2 separate regions of the Rattus norvegicus genome follow, and region 2 is linked to region 1. A link is a contact called in public Hi-C data. All regions are on one chromosome and are shown on one strand. Each heading gives the region's core, a stretch centred on a gene start, on an enhancer-like site or on the middle of the called end of the contact. The rest is flanking DNA. Distances are from core to core; before and after follow the strand shown. Region 1 holds the start of Derl1 (derlin 1). Region 2 holds the start of C7h8orf76 (similar to human chromosome 8 open reading frame 76).

Evidence for each region. Hi-C and Micro-C count contacts between places; a contact is called where the count stands out from the background.
Region 2: a Hi-C map of prefrontal cortex shows a contact between it and region 1, with 2.0 times the contacts expected there. The contact joins the promoter of C7h8orf76 here to the promoter of Derl1 in region 1. A contact is called at or near these places in 6 of 12 Hi-C or Micro-C datasets (the Rat2 cell line, Schwann cells, liver and 3 more) and 1 of 1 datasets of contacts at active chromatin or transcription factors (oligodendrocytes).

The regions. Positions count from the first base shown.
Region 1 is chr7:91,313,105-91,320,691 of GRCr8, forward strand. Derl1 (derlin 1) reads right to left here and starts at 3,535. Exons shown (of 8, transcript NM_001014202.1): 1 at 3,335-3,535. The coding sequence starts at 3,487. It also overlaps a transcript of Tbc1d31 not described here.
Region 2 is chr7:91,457,435-91,464,554 of GRCr8, forward strand. C7h8orf76 (similar to human chromosome 8 open reading frame 76) reads right to left here and starts at 1,850. Exons shown (of 6, transcript NM_001025007.1): 1 at 1,682-1,850. The coding sequence starts at 1,798.

The sequences.
Region 1 (7,587 bases), core at 2,285-4,784:
TTTCAAAACACTTTGCTAAACACTTTGGGAGTAAAGGGTTAGTAAGGAATTTAGACCATTAACTAGGTGAGACAGAAACCAGCTGTAGTTGCTCATAAACAGGCCAGGCTGGTTGTGGAAACTGAGATAACCCATGTACAGAACAGCACAGCACTAACAAAGGGAGTGACATTACTTTGTTTTTAAAAAATGAAATATAGTACAGGCTCCACGGGAGGCTTATCATCTCAGCAAATAAATACTAAGGCATCAGGAAAATGCCACCTCTCTTGGATCAGGGGCCAACAGGAAGACACTCTGTCACTGACGTGTGTGATAAGGAGGAACTGTGAACAGCCAGGCAGTGAGTCTTAGCCCATTTGCTGTTTTTGTTATCCAAACTAGAGAACTAGCACTTCGCATTACACAGAAGTAAGGAAAAGTATAGTTACTTCAAGTTGTGAATGCACAATTCTAAATCAATTATCCCACAATTTCTCTAGGCTGACACAGATGGAGTGTCTCAGGAGAGGCGTCTCCTGCAGAAACTGTGAACGCACACCTTCTGTGCTTCTCATCTTTCTTGCATTGTTTCTCCTCGGCCTGTTACAATCTGCATCTGAGAGGCTGATGTATCCATACATGAGGTGTGACACAAATGATGCCTCTAGTGGGTTCCTGTTTATTGTTTTTTTAAACATTATTACGTCTATAGCTTATTAGAAAAGCTTTTGATGTTGATTATCCTAGCAATCTGGCTACATAAGTGAGCAAGATTTCACAAGGCTCAAAGAATCAGTTTTGACCACATTCTCATAAAATGATTACAGCCAACGCTCCCCATGCACTCATGTTACCCAACATGCCACCGGGTACAAGGTTCACAACAGCACTCTGCCAAAATATATTTATTAACGCAATTATTTTATTAACACATAATTTATTAACACAACACTATACAATTCAAGCTAATCATGTTCTTACAACCAACTGTCTCTACTGGGATGCCTGGAAAACACCTCAAGATTTAACACTCGTCACAAAGCACACCATTAATTCACACTTCCTACCAAGCCCATGGCTCTCTAAGCTCTCTGAGCATTTCCACTCTTGGTAAATTTGTATGTCTCTGAGTCTTTACCCAGTACTCCCCAACACACTAACTCCCTCTTCCAAGTAGGCAGTCAACTTTCAGTGTTTTGTTCAAATCCTCCCAGGCTTCATTGGTGCCCTCAAAGAAAAGTTGGAAGGCAGAGTATTTGCCTAGCATGTGCAGTGCCCTAAACTTGATCCTTGGTGCTGTAAAAACTGTTAGCCTCTTACAAGGCCCTCGAGGATCCACTTGTGCTTTACAGCACAAACCCCGGGGTAACTCCCTGTCTTCATCTACCAGGCTTCCCACTTCAGTTGGCTCTCTACTTGATACCCAGTCTTCTCTCTATTCCCACTTTTTGCCTAGTTTTCCCAGTTTACTGGGAAATGTAAATCATTCTTCCTTTCTGAAAGATTGGGTCCAAAAGCCAGATTCAAAGACATTTTCAAGTGTCCTCTTAGATTTTTCAGGAACACTGGTACTTTAAATGCTGTCATTAGCAATGTGCCTCTCTGTTTGTCTCATAGGATCAGGACCTCTGTCCTATTCACTGCTGTAGACAAGTGCCCAGCACATAGCAAGCCCCCAATAATTTCTATGAACTCAAGCAATATATAAGCATCTGCTGTGTGCAGCACTATCTAGGCTCTCGATGGAAAGTGGACTAACAAATACCAACAGGTGACATGTAGCAGGAAAAAGGGAAGGGAAACAGTGAAGGAGGAACACTCTGGTGGACAGCAATCAGAGGTCTTCAAAGTAAATTGGCATTTGGGCAGAGACCTGAAAGACACAGATCTAAGTGAATGAGCCATGACTATCTTTTTCAGGAGAGAAATTACACGTGCAAAGGTCCTGGGGTCGACTTTGGTGCTTCGACAGCAAAGGACTTTACTCATCACGAGTCACAGATACTGGAGAATTCTCAAACACTGACAAGACATGATTTATGTTTTAACAGGATTGCTGCTCAGGGAGACCAAAAAAAGCAAAGCTGGCATAATAACAGCTTGCAGTGGAGAAAGGCCTGTATTCTGGATATACAGTTGAGGTAGAATCAATTGTCTAGAGAGATTCTAGGGTGGGAAAAAGAAGTCAAGGGGCTGTACATGGTGTGTATCTCAGTGGTAGAGCATTTGTGCTATGCTCTGGGTTTGAGTCCCAGCACTAAACAGTAAAACCAAAATAGAACTCAGGGATGTCTTTATGACTGCTAGGGTTAAACTCCTCTAGCAAACACAGTTGCTACTTACTTCTAAGGCAAAGATGAAAGGGAGATTTGATTGGATGTCTATGGTCACTAGGTGGTGATTTCCACCACCACACTAAAGATACTCCTGTGTCTGACAGTCTCCCATCCATGTATTTATGCCCCTCTGTGATAAAAGACCTAAGTCCAAAGGAGCGACAACAGAGGATCCTAAAACGGATTCCTAGAGCATGTCCCAACAAATAGGTCAGGAAAAGAAGAAATCAACAAAGGAGACAAGAAAACAATATCCGGTGGAGAGCAGAAAAGAGAACACCAAGAAATGTGGAAATCGAGATCTAATATTGGGATCTGAGTGTCCCCTGATTAAATTCTTATACCACACAATCGATAAAAATAACCTCTAGAAAATTAACATCCTTTGGCTTAGGAGGATAATTTTGACTGTTTTCCTGAATGCTTAAGAAAATTACCATCTCCCGTTTCCTGAGTAGTTTGCTCATTCACTGATAACATTAACTACCGTATGCCAGGTGATGGGATAGGGACCGCAGGAAATACAGATAAATTCATTCTTATTTATCTCTGACCTTAAACTTAAACCACTGTTTTAGGGCGGGAAGAGAAACTGTAAACATGCAAATAACCCATGCAGAAGCATGTCAAGTAGATACCACTGATTAAGATGGCATCACGACCCACGACGGGACAGAGGGAGGAGGACATTAAGGCAGGTGGGCCCAATCTGCCAACAGGACGGCAACTTACCTTCTCACTATTTCCTTCAAAGTGCGGAAGGCGGGAAGTACAATCTTGCCAGACAGGTCATGAGTCACGTCCCAGCAGGCCAATCCGCGACTCTAAATTATCCAAGCCTTAGCACTCGACCCCAGGACCTCCCGGGACCCTAAGGACCTCAGCCTTAAATCCCTGGAGCCGGATGCACTACAGATCCCACCAGTCCCAGCGCGCCCCATAGCCCGGAGAACCCGTTCCGCCGCCGCGGGGACAGCTGGGGGCTGTAGTCTCTACTGCCCAACGCCAGCTACTACCTGGAAGCGATAGAGGAAGGCTTCGGGCCAGAGGAAGAAGTAGGCCGGGCTGATAATACCGAGCTTGCCGATCAAGGGGACCGCGACGGTGGCAGCAAACCAGTAGCGCGTGATGGCCGGGATGCTCCTGAACCAGTCCCCGATGTCCGACATGGTCGCCCGTCAGGTGGACGGCTGCGCAGCGCCGCGCGTCCTCCCGTGCCCACCCCGCGCTTCGCGGCCGGCTGGGCCAGGGAAAGTGGAGGCGCAGGAGGCGGAGACCGACGGACGTGGCGCCACCGAATTCGGACGAGCTAGGTAGCGATCACAAGAGAAACTTCCCCTTCCGGTGGCCACGGGCCACGTGACCAGAAGTGCCCCCCGCGGCTTAAAGGGCCAGAGCTGTCTTTTGAAGCGCCGTACCCGGTCTCGACATCCTGGGGTGGGGCCAAGCAGGAGAGGCGGGACGACGACGCCTTCACGTCTAGTGGGAAACAGTGGTTGCCCAGAGCAACGGCCAGTACTGCCAGCAAATGGGGAAGCTACATGCTCTTCACCACGTTCTCGCCCGGGTTGTAATCTGAGTAGTGCCTCTTGAAGAGTATTTATTTAAAGGGAAAGGAGTCGGTAGTTTGGATAGTTCCTCATTTAGTCACATCAACAATTTGTTCACAACTTCAGGCAGGTTTCTAGACACTGGGGATGCAAGTGCGGCTGTCAGCATGGTCGTGGTACCTGGACTTTGCAGTCTCAAGGTAAACAGAAAAACAAATGAGAAATCAAGACAAATTTCAGAGGATACAGACGGTGGGGGGGGAAAGGACGGTTTGGGCAGGGAGGAAGGTAGAGTGACAGCGGAGAACTGGAAAATCTTGAGACCGCATTTAATACTGGACATAATCTGGTTCATTGGGGAGCTTTAAATTAGAAACCGATGAAGATGGTTGTTTTAAACAATCGATGGTAAGATAAATGATTTCACTAGAACTTCTGTTTTGGAACTACAGTTTAGGATCAGTAAAGCTGTCCGTAAAGAACACGGGTGTAAACTGACCTGTAGTGAACAAAGTGTTTGAACTTACTGCAATAAAAGAGATTGCTCAGCAAAGAAAACTGGACCCATTTCACTAAACAAAATCCAAAATCATTATTATTGGATGGTGGAAAGAGAGGAACTGTTGGCCAAACTAGAAGAGGCAGTGCATTGTAAACTCAGAGCAGAGGAGAGCTGATTACCATCAGGTCTGGACCTAAGAAAACAAACAGACTCAGTGTTCACATATCAGGGGAAAAAAAATTCCTCAAACTTAAAAAAATGTGGAATTGGGGATCTGAAAAAAATTATTATTTTACTTTGTAAAGGAATTGAAAGTCTTAGGTCCAAGTGGCCCACAGGATAGGGTCCACATGCATTTCCAGATAGTTTCTAGTATTCCATTATTTCAAAGGACTTTGGTCACTACCCTTTCGAGTCTTAAGAAATGCACATTTTACAGAATAGAAAAATACTAAATATTTCTCAGTTTAATGAGAGGATACAAAAGTTAGGGTCCGTAAGAATATCAAGTATAGAAAGTCTATAAGAAACATCTTCATACATAGCCAGGAGAGTTCAAATGGCCTCTTTCTATCCGCTGGCACTGACATTTTAACCAAGGTATGAGGAATAAGAAACTGGTTATCCACCATGGCTATGGAAAGTTCCACCCACGAGCTCAGCAATATGTGTGCAAAAGAAAAGAACAAAAAAAAATATCGTGAAGCCCAATCCAGACTGTGCTCCTAGATTCACAGAGCAAGTGGTCTGGATTGAGTGTTGGCATTAGAGACACTGTCCTTTATATTGTGACAAACCACTTCTTAGCAATACCATGCTGTGAAAGTCACTTCGCTTCTCTTTGGTGTCTTTGCCTTTAGAAGGAGCTGGGAACTGGGCTGCAGAAATGGCCTAGTTGGAAAAGCTCCTCAAGTTATGGCATCCACATAAAAGCCCAGGAAGGAGTCCAAGGTTGGTGTGGTGGGACAGGCCTGCAACCCCACACTCAGGAAGCTTGAGAGCAAGAGTTCCGGGCCACTCCGAACTGCATAGCAAGAGTCTGTCAAAAATGCAAAAGGATAAAAGAAGAGGAGGAGGAATAGGAGGAGGCAGAGGCTGGGGAGATGGCTCAGGAGTTAAGATCACTTTCTGCCCTGAAGAGGACTTGGGTCCTCTTCCCCTCACCCACATGGTAGCTCACAGACATCCATAATTTTGGTTCCAAAGGATCTGCTCCCACCTCAGTTCTGCAGGCACCAGGTACAGACACATACCATGCACATACATGTGTGCAGGCAAAGCACTCATGTACATAAAAATCATTTTTAAATGACTTTTTGAGACAAGGTTTCTCTATGTAGTCTTGGCTTTTCTGGAACTTGTTCTGTAGATCAGACTGGCCTCAAGCTCACAGAGGTCTGCCTACCTCTGCCTCCCAAGTGCTGAGATTAAAGGCATTGCACCATCATGCCTGGCTTAAATTTTTTTAAAGAAACAAAACTCCATTTCCTATCATTTCTCTCATACAAAAACTGAAATTAGAAAAAATTGGAGAGAGGCCAACAGTCTGGCTAGAGCTGAAGCTCTGTATTGTACTGCTCCCTGACGCTGACAGGCAGGGGGCTAGTGACTCAGAGAGTGTGTTACCACCGTCATCTAGGAGCACTGTCCTAGGGAGATGCCTGAAACTTGAAAGCATAGTTCTTTAAGCAGTTCGCAGCCTATGGAATTGTTGGCAATATGTAATTAATCCTGTGTCGACTGACAGGCCGGCCGGCCCCACCTTCCAAATGAAGATGCTATGGTAACAATCATGACAAATCACTGGCTTTCCCAGCAGAACCAGTCCTGTCTTTCAGTCACAGCTATGGGAACCGTCCAAACTTTGACACTCTAGGAGATAAAGAGACTGCCTCACAATGTACACAGTATTTATTTATTATTCTTGATGTCTTTGTAGTGTACACACATACTAACACATCCTTGTATGCATACATGCGTTATAAAGTCAGTCTGTTAAAAAGCAGTTCCATTCCTTCTTCTGTTCTGGGCTGTTTGTGTGGTGTGGACAATTCACTAAGCTGATTCACAAACACACACACACCCGGCACCCCCAAAAGATTCGTCTTACCTGGTGCCTACACTGAGTTTGCTTGAAGAGCCTACCAGGTTCTACACTTCCACTTTGCATATGTTATCTTGCTTAACATATTAATACCCATAGATGAGTACTGTAATTATGCAAACTGGAAAGCAGGGAGAGTCCTCAGAGTCACATCAAATGTTGAGATCACAGTTGTCACCAAATCCATAGAGTTGGGCAAAGCAACTCTCCCTCATAATTCCAGCCATTGAGAGGTTGAAGCAGAAGGATTCTGTGTGAGTTAGCCTGGGCTACAGGGTGAAAACGAACCTCAAAATCTAAAAGTGCCAAGTTTGATAGTCTGGGTTGGATATCTGGAACCCCATACACTAGAAGTAGAGAATACCTACCTACCTGTTGTCTTTTGGCACTGTTTGTCACATGTGTGTCATGGCAGACACACACACACACACACACACACACACACACACACACACACACACACACACACGTGTGTACTCATTGACAGACACATACGCACACATGCAAACACAAATTTTTAAGAATTAAATACAAAATTGAAAAATCCACTTAAATCTGGCTACAGAGCCCTTTTTCTGTTTTGTCATGACTGTGCCTTGCCTGTGTGACAAATGGAAAGACTATAAAGTCCAAAGCCTCTGGTGAGTACCAGTTGGGTTCTGCTTGGCAAAAGGAGAACAGGAGGCATTCAGTGTTTAACAGATGCATAGGCCAGACCGCCTGAACAAAGGAGTGTATGTAGAAAGTATTGGGAAGAAAGTAATTTCTAAGCTAAGTCTGGCAGTACACGCTGTAATTCCAGTCCTCAGGATGCTGAGACAGGAGGATCACAAGTGTGAGGACAGCCTGGGTTATATAGTGAAACTCTGTCTCAAAGGGAGGGGAAGAAAAAAAGTAGGGCATGTTGGTGTAAGTGTTTAATCACAGCACTAAGAGGCAGAGAATTCTCTGCGAATTTGAAGTCAGCCAGGTTTGTGTATCAGGTTCCAGACCAGACAGGGCTGCACAGTAAGACCCTGTTTCAAAGAAGAAGAAAAAACAAACAAGAAAAACAAAAGCAAACAGAAAACAAGCTTAACATTTGACTTAAACAATTCCTACAAATACAAAGAA
Region 2 (7,120 bases), core at 600-3,099, 140 kb after region 1:
CCAGGTTTTACATGAGTGCTAGGAGTCTGAACTCAGGTCCTCATGCTGGGCACCAAGCATTTCACCCACTGAGCCACTGCCCCAGCCACCAAGGACAACCTTAACGATGGCCCAGATTTTTAAAAAAAACATTTTAGGGGTTGGGGATTTAGCTCAGTGGTAGAGCACTTGCCTAGCAAGCGCAAGGCCCTGGGTTCGGTCCCCAGCTCCGAAAAAAAGAATAAAAAAAATTTTTTTAAAAATACAATGTATGTAGGCACATCCATGCTACTGTGCACATGTGGAAGTCAGACCATAAACTGCTGGTTGGTTCTCTCCTTCTACCCTTTCGGTTCTGGTGACAGAACACAGGTCATCAAACTCTGCCGCAGGTGACTTTGCCTGCTGAACCATCTCTGATGGACCACTTTTATTAAAATGATCACAATTAGTCAGTGAGATGGCTCGGTGGGTAAAGGCACCTGTCACTAAGTTGGACAACCTGACTTTGCTCTATGGGCCCCGTGTGGCGGAAGGAAAGAATCAACACCTGCAATTTGTCCCCATGACACAGTGTCATGGCTCTTACCAACACACACACATAAATGAATGTGTTTTTTAAAAAAAAATTGTAATGATCATAAGTAAAAACATGTCAATAACAAATTTGTTTAAACAAAAATAAAAGCACCCGTCTTCAACCACAGCGAAGTTACTGGAAATGAGAGTCACCTGATGCAGTTCCAGTGCCTCTGAGGCGATATCTGCTTTCTTTTAGAGCAATTGGGAGTGAAGAGGGACTGACAATGCTATGCACAAGATGTAGGAGTCTGTGATCATGGCGATGGTGCTACTGTGAGAATGCTACAAAGGCACACAGAGCACACAGAGCACACAGAGCACAGGAAATTTTAACTGGAGGCAGGCTTCTGTGCATCCCAGACAAAGATTTGGAGGATCTGAAGGAAGGCTTCCCTCTTCTGACTTAAACCCGCTGGACATAAAGTGAGATTGAGATATAACTATCAAGAAAGAATACAAAAAAAAGGATGAAAAGTTTTCTGCATGCCCGTTTCCAGCCCCAAAGAACCATCTCCTACTCTTTTTTTCAATAAAACCTGCTGTGGCTGAAGAAAGTCTCTCTAAATTCGGCGGACTCAGTCCATTTAACATTGTAATGGCCTGACTGTATTTTGAGAAACAGACTTCACTGAGTATCAAGGCTCTTCCCACGCTTGCTAAGTTAATATCTCTCCTTCTGAGCCATAACAGTAGGGAAAATTATTCTATTCTTCAAACACGTGTCACTCAAGACGAGGTATCTGAGCCATCGTTAGGTTCGGCACTCTGCAACCAACTAGTCACATAACTAGCCATCCCAACGTCTTAACAATAACATATAAACATCTATTCAGTTTTCATTATCTAACTAGGAAATGATGAAACAAAATTAGCTTGAAACCATTTTATTCTTCTAGGCAGCCAACAGGCCTGCAAGGATGCTACTGTGGACTTCTGCAGGGCTGGGGGCAGCGGCGGGGTTTATTATACTAGCCCCGGCCGGCCTGCAGGAGAGACAACCGGAGGCTCGAAGAGTGAGGTGGCTTGCTAGCCTCAGACTGCAGGGCGGCTGGAAAGTGACAGTGGCGGACCTTGCTGCAGCCGGTTCGGGTGAGGAGTGGCAAGAGGACAGCCGTCTCACCTGCGGCTCGCAGAGCTTGGCGCCATAGGAGGAGGGCGGCTCAGGCTGGCGCTCCGGCTTCTGCTCGAACACCGAATCCTCAAATTCGCCGCCCAGCACCCAGCATCCGGTCTCCATCGCGCGAGCGTGAAACCGGGCCTCGAAACGAGGCTATGCCTAGAGCGACGCCCATCACCCAGCCTCCAAACCGCGCGACGGCAGCCAGGCACCGAGACTAAGTAGAGTCTAGAGCGGCACCGGCGCGCGACCAACACGGAAGCGGTGCGTTGTCTGCCGGAGCGTTGCATTCTGGGAGTGGTAGTCTTTCAGCGGCTGCGCAAACTGGATTTCGTGATGGATCAGAAATTCTTACTTGACTCCAGGGCCACCTGAACCTCCCAACAAAGGTTTTGACTTCTCTGTGTCAGAAGCTGGATAGAGTACTTTTTCCCTGAATACCTCGAAAAGTCGGGGTCTGTGGGGTTAACTTCGTAAGTACCAGTCCACTGACAGTATTCTCATCCCCATTTTATTTTGCATTTTACTTCTTCATTTTCTTTCCCAATAATAACTGCGAGAAGAGCACAGTTATTCCTGTTTTATAAAATTGTGCTTGAAGAAGTGGGGTAACTTGTTCAAAAGCCCAGAGTCTCTGAAGAAGAGACCAGAACTATTTATGCATTTATAAAAAAAACTAGACGTAGAAATTTAAAGGCTTAATCAAGACTAGCAGAATAATTTTGAGACTTTTCAAGTAATGTTTTAACTCTAGAAAGTAAAGGTCATGGACAAAACACTGGCTTTGTTATACAGCACTAATTAGAAGCTGGTAATTAAGCTTTTCATTTTTCCTCACACTTGCTCCTCTTCCACCAGTTGTTTCTTGGGTTTTTTCTTCTGCTCTATTTTCTACTCTACGATTCATACAGGGCAACCTAAACCACCTCCCCACGTTTCAAAATTTATCTGCTCATGACTCACTCACAAAATGTGGAACCTAGCTGTGGATTAAGTAGCCTCACTGGAAGACACCAGCCTGGGAGCCTCCAGGCAGTAGCTGTTGTGGGATTCACCCAGGGGAAGTCCATTTTTAATATTTGGGGGTTTTGTTTTGTCATCAGAAATGCAATACTTATTGAAAAAATTAGGATATTATAGAAAAGTATAAAAAATCCATGCTATCACCAAGAAAAAATTATGTCCTAAGAAGGAATATATTTGCCCTAATTCCAGTACGCTCTGTCTTAGCAGGCAGCAGCACAGCACAGTACTGAAGGACTGCGAGAGCCACACGCATCTGGCTTTGTGATCCTTGGTTCACTAGCTGTGCAACCCAGTATATGAGATGGGTATTGATTAAAATAAGGCACATGAAGCTTGCAAGGTGAAGGGGGCAACGTGGGGCTATTCAAAATCAGCTCCGGGAGCAGAGTAAGAGCAGAGCAAAGGCAGGCAAGGGGGAGGACTTCTAGCTTTTTCTTTATGAAAGATATTTGGTCCCCGAATTTCCTCCCTCCTGCTCTGAGGCCTGCTAGCTCTAGCCTCCTGCCTGACAGCTGAGCTGGAGCATGTGCTAAAATGGCAGCAGGTTGTTTTAGCGCTGCATGTGGGTAAGTGGGCGTTCTTTGCCCTTTGGACTCAAGATTCCTGGGCTCGGTCGTTTCCAACCTTTTGCCAAAAGAGCCTCCTTGCTTACTTTACTCCCACAATCATGGCGTATTTGTCTACAAAGAGAAATTATTGAGTAATAATTGCTTCCCTTTCGTTTGAAAAGTTGAGCCTAAATCTTACATAACAACCAAGCCAGGCTTGTCCCCAGCTTGCGTCTAACAGCATTGCCTCCTGTGCTAGAACTCCAGCTGAAAGTGAGAATGTAGCTATTAGGACCCCAGGAAGCATGATGGATAGCAAACTGTAGTTAGAATTAGGACCTTTAAAAAAATCCCCTATTGCAGTTGAGGGCCTGGGAATCAGAGCGGCAAAGCACAGCCTCACTTAATAAGCCTCAAGACCGTAAACCAATAAAGTGAGAGGGCTTTAGACACTGAAACAGTTAAATTTACTCTGTAAGCGTAGAAATTACAGGTATTAGGGCAGTGGTTCTCACTTGCCTGATGCTGAAGCCCTTTAATACATTTCCTCATGCTGTGGCGACCCCAATCATAAAATTATTAATATAATTTTGCTACTGTTATGAACTGTAATGTAAATATTTTTGGAGATACAGATTTGCCAAAGGTTGTTACCCACAGGTTGAGAACCACTGTGTTAAAAGGATTTCTGCAACTATCAAACTGAGTGGTTGTGATTTTTAAATGGTTGCGATTTTTAAAAATCTGTTTCTATAGCTCGAAAGCTATAAAAATCATAATTTTTATTGAGGTGCCCATTTGAGTTGCCCATCACAAGGCAGCAGCCACCTTCTCAGGCAACATTTCTTGCTGCTGCTCCCCCATTGTGACATTCCCACACACTGTAGACAGCGGTAAGGAGGTTAGAGACTGTCTTCTTCAGGCGTGTAAACCTAGCTCCCAGATAGGCCTTGGCCAGAGCAGCTTAATCAATGCCTGTTCAATGGATGGGTGATTGTAAAGGACTGGCATCCAGAAAGGTAAGCAGAGTACTTTCCAGCCATGGCTCGCACATTGGTGTCCTGCCTGTGATCTGGGGACAGTAGAGCCAATGTAGCCAATGTTTCCCTGTGAAAGTGTCTCCCCAGGGGAGACCATGAGCCTACCCTCCCTGCAGCCCATGACCTTAAATGAACCCTGCTCCCTAGCCAGTCTGCCCTCAGTTTCTCCCTCCTCTTTTTTTTTTTTTTTTTTTTTGGTTCTTCTTTTCGGAGCTGGGGACCGAACCCAGGGCCTTGAGCTTCCTAGGTAAGCGCTCTACCACTGAGCTAAATCCCCAGCCCCTCTCCCTCCTCTTGTAATCCCCCTTGTCCTGACCAAGTACCACTTATCAGGAAGCCACCATATCCCCCGTGTCTTTTATCTATCTGACTGAGTCCCAGAATTCTTTGCTTTTTTTTTTCTTTTTTTCGGCAGAATTCTTTGCTAACCTCCCCTCCCCTTAACCTGGTTCCCATGGCTCTAGGTTCACACACCACCATGTCCAGGACACTTTGCATTTCCAGAGGCTGGGGTTGAGGCTAAATATTTTTAGGGGTGTCTAATGTTCATGTGTCAGTCACAGTAGACCATGAGCTCATTTAAACCTGGACTGGGTCACTCACCTCTATGTGAGCAGTGTCTGGCATCCAGTCATCCCTGACTGCTGCTGAGTGAATTAATCTAAAATAGGCTTGCCACACCATATTCATTCGTGGATTCTCTGCCTCATTCTGTGTGTCTGAGGGCCAGTGCATGCAGCTCTGTGCTCATGTAGAGAACACACTAAAGTAGGGAAGACAGACGGTAAACATGGACACCATCGGGTTACTTAGTTACATATTTTGATACTGTGTTGCTGTCAAGGTTTGAACGTGAGATGTATCCCACAGCCCATCCTTTAAATGCTCAGTCCCCAGCTTGTCTGGGAGGCTCCAGAGCCTTTAGGAAGTTGGGACTGACTGGAGGAAGTAGTCCACTGAGGCAGGCCCCTCAACAGTGTATCTGCTTTAGATCCCTGCCCAACCTTTGCTCCCTGATCTCTTAAGATGTGAAAAAAGACTCCATATGTACAACAATGCCAAGCAACCAGAGCTTCCAGGGACTAAGCCCCTACCCAAAGACTATACATGGACTGACCCTGGACTCTGACCTCATAGGTAGCAATGAATATCCTAGTAAGAGCACCAGTGGAAGGGGAAGCCCTGGGTCCTGCTAAGACTGAACCCCCAGTGAACTAGACTGGTGGGGGGAGGGCGGCAATGGGGGGAGGGTTGGGAGGGGAACACCCATAAGGAAGGGGAGGGGGGAGGGGGATGTTTGCCCGGATACCGGGAAAGGGAATAACACTTGAAATGTATATAAGAAATACTCAAGTTAATAAAAAAAAAAAATAGAAAAAAAAAAAAGATGTGAAAAACACATCCAGCCCAACTCTCAGACATGTATGGTATAATGCTGCCCTTGCCACAACAAACTGAAATCCCTCTGGGACCATGAGCCCAAATAACATATTGCTCCCTTGTTACTTGTTCTGCTTCACAGTGACCAGAAAGTAACTCAGTGACCAGAAAGTAACTAACAAGCTGGATGGGCAATGCGGAGTTACTAATCTAAAAGTGCCCTCTGTCATCCATGAAACCAAGTGATTCTCCTTTGAGCTACCTTGTTGGCTCTATAGAGATGTATAAATATTTTTTCCACTTTTCCATCTTCTTTCTTTAAAATTAAAAAAATACATTGATCTATTTATCTGAGTGGGGAGCAAATGCCACAGTGCACACATATAGCAATCAGAAGACAACTTACATTGTTAGTTCCTCCTTCTACCTCATGGCTCAAACGCAGGTAATCTGGCTTAGTTGCCAATGCTTTAATCCAATAAGCTGTCTTGCTGGCTTTTCTGTATGTTTCTTTTGCTAAAATCTGTCCCTTCTACTCTGGCATGAGTGCTATCCCATTAGTAGTCATGAGTAATTTGCCAACATACATTTCTCATACTCTGCAGTTTTTAATAGTTGTTCATTGATTCAACTAAAATCTGTATTTATCTGCTTTAAGAAAAGTCCTGTTGTCAGAATGGAGCATGCAGTGGTAAATTAGTTAAGATCCCAGAGAGATGGCTCAGCCATGAAGAACATTCCATTCCCAGCACCCACATCAGGCAGCTCCAAGCTACCTGGAACTCTAGCTCCAGGGTGTCTGGTGCCCTTTTCTGGCCACTTCCATACCTACCCACACAGTGTGGATACTGACAAACACAAAAGGAAAAAATTATATTTTAAAAGATCCTGCGCTTACCTAGGAAGCGCAAGGCCCTGGGTTCGGTCCCCAGCTCCGAAAAAAAAAAAAAAAAAGAACCAAAAAAAAAAAAAAAAAAAAAAAGATCCTTGCTCTCGTGGAAGTTCTATTTCATAGGGAGACAAAGACTATTTAGTCCATGTGTACAGCCCTACCCTCTACATCGAGAAAATGCAAAGAAACCTCAGTACAAATTATTAGGTGTGTCTGTTCTAACGTGCCAGGGGGCTGCTGAAGGACTTATAAAATATCCATTTGCTTTGTATAACCTGGAATTTTGACTAAAAAGCAGTGGGCATTGTTTGAAAGCATTGCAAAACAAAACAAAAACAAACAAAAAATCTACCAACTTTCAAAGTCTTGGGTCATAACAAGTCAAAGACAAAGTCAAGATCAAAGCTTATCACAAAGCCTGAGAGGAAAGAATAGGAGAGATTCTTTGAAAATTAAAAAGTGCTTGTGCTTTGGGGAGAATTTAGAAAGCTATGCACATTCTCAGAGCAAGATGCATGTGCAGAAAAGACACAGGAAGATACTTAGCTGTTAGTTT